Regions from separate parts of the Canis lupus genome. Here region 1 is linked to region 2. A link is a contact called in public Hi-C data. All regions are on one chromosome and are shown on one strand. The core of a region is the stretch at or near the end of the contact, and the rest is flanking DNA. Distances in the headings are between cores, read along the strand shown.

Evidence for each region. Hi-C and Micro-C count contacts between places; a contact is called where the count stands out from the background.
Region 1: a contact with region 2 is called in a Hi-C map of blood, with 2.9 times the contacts expected there. The contact joins the promoter of CEP20 here to the enhancer-like site in region 2. A contact is called at or near these places in 4 of 9 Hi-C or Micro-C datasets (amygdala and blood).

What each region holds. Positions count from the first base shown.
Region 1 is chr6:28,276,881-28,280,493 of UU_Cfam_GSD_1.0, reverse strand. It overlaps CEP20 (centrosomal protein 20), which reads right to left and starts at 2,221. Exons shown (of 4, transcript XM_038540263.1): 1 at 2,124-2,221. The coding sequence starts at 2,151.
Region 2 is chr6:28,122,302-28,125,886 of UU_Cfam_GSD_1.0, reverse strand. ABCC1 (ATP binding cassette subfamily C member 1) reads left to right here. Exons shown (of 31, transcript NM_001002971.1): 25 at 1-66; 26 at 857-958. Among named protein-coding and RNA genes, the nearest start is that of ABCC6, 62 kb to the right of the region's middle. Within about 2 kb of position 1,851, at least 2 of the 20 cell types and tissues checked have an H3K27ac peak or open chromatin away from gene starts, as enhancers often do. A contact at or near this core is called in blood, where this site is marked.

The DNA of each region.
Region 1 (3,613 bases), core at 972-3,471, 150 kb before region 2:
AAGAAAAAAACATAAAAGGATACATGTAGGGATATATCTGCATAGGACACTCCTAATCTCCTATTACATTTTCTTTTCAGGTTGCATACCAACTGAGTCTTAAACTTTCTCTAACTATGCTTAAAACTCTGTACCCTAGCAACAACTTCAGAAAGAGGTTCTTGGGATGCCTGGATGGCTCGGTGGTTGAGCTTTTTCTGCCTTTGGCTCAGATCCTGATCCCAGGGTTCTAGGATGGAGTTCTGCATCAGGCTGCCTGCAGGGAGCCTGCTTCTCCCTCTGCCTCCCTCTGTGTCTAATGAATAAATAAATGCAATCTTTAAAAAAAAAAAAAGAGGTTCTTAACCTGGCCTGATATCCCAAAGCATCTTTAAATCCTCTGATTTACAGTGAAGGTGACAAAACATGAGAGACACCTAACTCTGGGAAATGAACAAGGGGTGGTGGAAGGGGAGGTGGGCGTGGGGGTTTGGGGTGACTGGGTGATGGGCACTGAGTGGGGCACTTGGTGGGATGAGCACTGGGTGTTATGCTATATGTTGGCAAATTGAACACCAATAAAAAAGAAAAAAAAAAACAAAAAAAATCCTCTGATTTACACGTGTTATGGATTTCGTGCAGAGAGGGTGCTCGGATTCACTTAAAAGACTATTCCTTGTGGATAAAGGCATGCCTTTTTTTATGACCATTCATGAGCCCAATGCCCCAAATACACATTTGTATCAATGCTTACTGAACTCTACCCTCAAAAGAGATTCAACCCCTCCTCACTAGGTATTTAAGAATGACCTTTTTAGGGGCACCTGAGTGGCCCAGCGGTTGAGCATCTGCTGCCTTGGGCCCAGGGCGTGATCCTGGAGACCTGGGATTGAGTCCCCCATGGGGGCTCCTTGCAGGGAGCCTGCTTCTCCCTCAGACTGTGTCTCTGCCTCTTATGAATGAATAAATAAATAAAATCTTTTCTAAAAAAAATGACTCATTAAGAGCTCATTTAAGGTCCCTGAAAACCGGAACTAGTGTTCTTAATCGGGTAGCAGTATGACCCAGGGATGAAGACGTGGAGCTCCGGGAGGTGGGGAGAGCTGGGGGAGCAAACCCAGGTTCTCACGCACTGCCTCGCACTGCCTCTTTCTAGCTCGGTTACTTGGCGCGAGCTATTGCAACTCCCTGCACCTTCATTTCTCACGACCTACACAGGCCTAGGGTGTCACACAGACTCCACTGGGTAACACAGGGGGGCTGGGCAGGGCCTGACACGGAAGGCTCGGTCGCTTCTCGCCTCCGACTACTGTTCGCTGCTTGGACACCTCGGTTAAAACCAACGGTGCGGGGATCCCCGGGTGGCGCGGCGGTTTAGCGCCTGCCTTTGACCCAGGGCGCGATCCTGGAGTCCCGGGATCGAGTCCCACGTCGGGCTCCCGGCGTGGAGCCTGCTTCTCCCTCTGCCTGTGTCTCTGCCTCTCTCTGTGTGTCTCTATCATAAGTAAACAAATAAACCTTAAAAAAAAAAAAGTTTAAAAACCAACGGTGCGCAAACACCATCCCGCTCGATGACTCGCACCTTTGCGGAACTCTTGCTGGGGGGAGGGGGGGGGGGAGGACAAAAAACAAAAACCACAGGAGCGTGGCCAGGGCAGGCCTTCCCGACGGGGACCGGGACCCAACCCGCAGGGTGCGGCAAGGCTTCGGTGAGACAGGTAAGCTAATGGTTCGGGGTCGCGCCGAGGCCCGATCACGGAGGGGGACGAAATCCTCAGCCCCCGACGAAAGGGGCAGCCCAGAGCCTCGGCCCGACAGGGCTCCGACAAAAGCGCCGGAGGCCCACCGAGCAGGACTGCAGACCTCTCGGGAACCTGCGGGTCGCGCAGCATCTCCTCGGCTCGACGGCGCACCTGGGACCCGCCCAGCTGGTCCCGAGCAACCGCTTCTCTCCCCCAGGACCCCTCCCCCCGCCCCCGGCGCAGCGGCCGCCACGCCAGCCGGACGCCTTGCGGGCCCTGACGCCGCGCAGCGACCCCCGGAAAGGCTAACTCTGTGTTCCGCGCGCTCTCCTTCCAGCCCATCCTCTTCACGGGAGGAAGACCAGGCGCGGTTCACCCTGCACACCGCCCACTCGAACTCACCAGCCTTCAGCTCCGCGACAGTCGCCATCTTTCAACCGGCAGTCACGGGCGCGCGTCGGCTGTGCGCACGCGCAGCGCCGGTCTACAGCCAATAGGCGCGCCCCTCTCGCGCTGCTCAGTCCCGCCCCTTTCAGTTTTCGCCCTCCCGGATTGGGTGGGTGGTGACGGTCCGGAGGGATCCTACCAATCAGCGAGCTCTCTAGGTGCTGAGGGAGGAGGTGGGAGGAGCCGGCCCCGAGACCAGTTAGAGACCTCACCTGCAGATGCTGCCGGCTCTTTAGTGCTGCACTGTGGTTGATCAGTCCTTCCGTGCTCTGCCCACTGCTCATCGCTGCAGGCTCAGGGACTGATTGTCAATGGTTACCAAGTATTAAGCCTGTGTTTCTCAAACTTGAACGTGCCTCAGAATCACCTGGAAGATTTGTTAAAACATCACGGGGCCCCACCGCTGGGGTTTTTGATGTAGTCAAGCCAGGGTGAGATCTGAGAACTGCATTCCATTCCGTTCCATTCCATTCTATTCTATTCTATTCTATTCATTATTTTATTTTAGAGAGACACAGTGAGAGAGAGAGAGAGAGAGAGAGAGAGAGGCAGAGACATAGGCAGAGGGAGAAGCAGGCTCCCTGCAGCGAGCCTGATGCAAGACTTGATCCTAGGAACCCAGGATCACACCTAGGAATCATGGGGCCCCACCGCTGGGGTTTCTGATGTAGTCAATCCAGAGTGAGATCTGAGAACTGCATTCTATTCTATTCTAATTATTTTATTTTAGAGAGACAGAGAGAGAGAGGCAGAGACATAGGCAGAGGGAGAAGCAGGCTCCCTGCAGCGGGCCTGATGCAGGACTTGATCCCAGGAACCCAGGATCACACCTAGGAATCACGACTTGAGCCAAAGGCAGAAGCTCAACCATTGAGCCACCCAGGCGCCCTCCAAGAACTGCATTTCTGACAAGTTCTCTGGTGCTGCTGGTGCTGCTGGTCTCACTGTGTTAAGGACTTAACTGTGAGCCTGACACTGTGCTAAATGCTTTATATATGTTGGCTCAGTGATTTCTCTACTGTAACTCCCATTTTACAGAGGAGGAAACGGAGTCTTGGATGACCGATAAGGCTTAAATCAAGATCATGAGCAAATGGTGGAGGTGAGATTTGCATCCAGGCCTCTTGCTGTTCAAAGCCTGTTCTCTTCCCCTGGCACTTAATTATGGGTAGTGCTCCTAAGGAGTCCAAAAGCTATTTGTGAATAATTGAGGAACGAATAAACTCTACCATCCCAAATATATGAAGAAGAAAAAACATGGGAATAATGGAGATAATTTACCCAAAACTGAGTGTGAGACTCTGTGCTTCCAGTTAGGAATCCAGTTATGTGATTCCTTCCATTGCCAGGAAGGTCTATGCCTGTGACCTAGATCCCAGAACAGTGCCCTTTAAATTGCTAGTCTTAACCCATAGTAGGTTCTGAAATCTATTTATCAGTGGCTC
Region 2 (3,585 bases), core at 602-3,101:
TCCGTGATCTCCAGGCACAGTCTCAGCGCTGGCTTGGTGGGCCTGTCCGTGTCCTACTCCCTGCAGGTAAGAGGGGGTGCTCTGTCCGTGTCATTCTCCCTGCAGGTAAGGGGGGGTGCTCTCAGCTGCATTTTTTAAAAAGATTGTATTTATTTGAGAGAGAGCAAGAGAGCACAAGCAGGGCGAGCAGCAGAGGGAGCGGGAGAAGCAGGTCCCCTGCTGAGCAGGGAGCCCAACCTGGGCTCGATCCCAGGACCCCGAGATCATGACCTGAGCTGAAGGCAGATGCTTAACCAGCTGAGCCACCCAGGCGCCCTTCAGCTGGATTTTCTAATTCCCTTAATGGTGGAGTCAGTTGTCAGGTTCTTAGGCCTATTCTTTGAATCCGGCCAGGAGCTGAGGGAGGGGGAAGGGACCGAGCAGCTTGTGAGAAGCCCGGTGACCCACTGGCACTGGGGCAAAGGAGACCCTTGGATTTCCCCCATTAGTCCAGGAAAGCCTTTGACGGCCGACAGGATGCCTCTGGCTACAAGAAACATGCTTTTCTGTCTATGACTTTCCCTCTCATCACAGCTTTAGCTTGGTCCCCCAAATTTGGATATGTTGTGTTTTCTTATTACCACCTAGTTAAAGATATTTTCTGATATCTTCTCTGATGACTTGCGTGGCCCAGGGGTCATTTTGAAACGTGTTTGCTTAAGAAGTACAGTGGAGCCCATCCGGGTGGTGGCCGTGCGCGAGGTTGTTGTTTTCTGGACCTTATCTTACCTAAAACATTTCGTAACTCGTAATTACTTCCTAAGATAAAGCAACTCTTGCTCGCTCTAGAAGCTCCATGTGGCTCTTCTGCCCTCAGGTCACCACGTACTTGAACTGGCTGGTTCGCATGTCATCCGAGATGGAGACCAACATCGTGGCCGTGGAGAGGCTGAAGGAGTATTCAGAAACGGAGAAAGAGGTAAAGCCAGCCCCCGGCCTGACCTCTCCTGACCTCTTCACCGCGACTTAGCCCGGACAGTCCGCTGAGCCACAGCCTGCGTGCCTCCCAACAGGCAACCTCTATTCAACAAGAATTGTCTTCTGTTACTTGTCACATATGTGTATGAGGGTTTCTGTTATGGAAAATGAGACACTAGCTTCCCCTTTAAGTTTGAAAATTAATTTACCAGTGAGTTGATTCAAAGCACTGAAAGTCACTAACAAGAGAATCAGTATGTGGATGTTGGTGGGGAATTGGCCAAAGTTTGGGGAACCCTGCAGTTATTCAACGGAAGTCCCCATTTTATAGGTGGAACAAAGGGCGGCCTAGGGAGGGACAGTGGCTGATCCAAGGTCACACGTGGTCAGAACGGCTGGGAGTAGGACCCAAGTGTCCAGACTTCAGTGGCCCATTGTCCTTAGAACTGCCTTTTTCTGCTTGCACACCACCCCCGAGAGCAGTGGTAGTGACCATCGTGACGATCATGGTAATGCCTGGAGAGACAGCACCGGTAATGATAGGGACACATGTTGTGCCCTCGGAGGGGTGTCAGGCCCTGTACTACACATCTGACATGGAGTACTTCGTACTCTCCGTAGCCTCGTAATTCTCATTCTATCAGGATCCCATTTTACAGATGAGGAAACTGAGACACAGGGTTAAGTTACTTGCCCGAGATTACATGGCTGGCAAATGGCAGGTCTGTACGGTTACCACTGGCACGCTGCCTCCCCAGAAAGTGCCCCTTGGGGATGAGAGCAGGGCCCTGCTGCAGCTGTCTGGAGGCATCTGCAGAGGTGAGCGGTGCCCCGTCCTTAACACTCAGGCTCTAACTCACTCCAGGGAACCAGGTCCCGCGGCATTGGAGGGTGTTGATCAGAATGGTGCGAGCGCCCCCTGTGGAGATAAATATGTATTACACCAGGGGTCTTCCTAGGGCATTGATTTTATTTTTTTACAACAGCTTTTATTTTATTTTTATTTTTTTTAAGATTTTATTTATTTATTCATTAGAGAGAGAGAGAGAGAGGCAGAGACACAGGCAGAGGGAGAAGCAGGCCCCATGCAGGGAGCCCGACGTGGGACTCCATCCCAGGTCTCCAGGATCACGCCCTGGGTTGAAGGCGGCACTAAACCGCTGAGCCACCTGGGCTGCCCACAATAGCTTTTTTTTTTTTTTAAATAATAAATTTATTTTTTATTGGTGTTCAATTTGCCAACATACAGAATAACACCCAGTGCTCATCCCGTCAAGTGCCCCCCTCAGTGCCCGTCATCCATTCACCCCCACCCCCTGCCCTCCTCCCCTTCCACCACCCCTAGTTTGTTTCCCAGAGTTAGGAGTCTTCATGTTCTGTCTCCCTTTCTGATATTTCCTACCCATTTCTTCTCCCTTCCCTTCTATTCCCTTTCACTATTATTTATATTCCCCAAATGAATGAGAACATATAATGTTTGCACAATAGCTTTTAAGATCAATTTCTCACGCCATGCAGTTCATCATCTGAAGTATGAAATTAATTTTCTCTAAAGTGCCATGTTTTTATTTCTTTTGATTTTTTAGTTTTATGTTTTTAGAATAAGAATATGCTTGAAAAATACAAAAGAAAGTAAAGATCATCCAGGATCTTACCACCATAAAAATACATATTTGTGTGTGAATATAGTTATTAATTAACATAATGTTTATGTTAACATATATTTTCATAGTTTGAAAGTTCCACCCACTTCTCTTCCAGGGCCCCCTATGTTTGTAGAGCTTATCCCCTTCATTTATACACATAAATATATGAAAGGAAAGTATGCTTGTTGTAAAAAATAGTAATAATCTAACAAGTTTATGGAGAAGAAAGGATGAAAGTTCCCTTTCATTGTCGTATCCATTTCTCAGTTTCCCCCAAGCTAGCCCCAAGGCTGGCCCAGAGCACACCCAGTTGTAGCACTCAGGAGGTATTGAACTGAACTAAGAAGCTCTTCAGAACTAAGGGCTGTGTGACCCTGGGCAGGTTACTTACCCTCTCTGTGTCGGTTTCCTCATGTGTAAGGACCCCACTCATGGAATTGTAGTGAGGATTAAATGAGGTCATGTGACCGTGATCTTTAAAAGCATCAGCCTTTGCTTTTACAGTTGCCCTCCACTCCACACGTAGAAGGCAACACCATTCAGAGTAACACCTCTGCCCTCGTGTCTGTCCAGAGAAGACCACTCATTCATTGATTCGGTCCGTGAATATTCACGGAGTCCCTCCTGTGTGCTGTCGGCCCCGGAGGGTGCAGGGAGCTGCCACATGGTCTGAAGGAGAATGAAGCAAGGAGGGGATGGAGGGCCCAGAGCACAGGGGTGGTGTGAATGGCCCTGAGATGTGCAGCATGTGAGGGAGCATGCCCAGAGGGGAGTTTGGGGAAAAGTCTTCCATGCAGAGTGTGCAAAGGCCCAGGGGTGGGGTGTGCAGGTGCGTCTAAGGAACAGTGCAGCCATGGGGGTGAGCAGAGTGAGCCAGAGGGAAGGCGATGACGTCACAGGGGTTGTGCAGCCACAACCTGTAGCCTTGAGGCTCCAGAGACGGACTTAAAATCTTTTACCCTGTCTCTCCCCCACCTCCTCC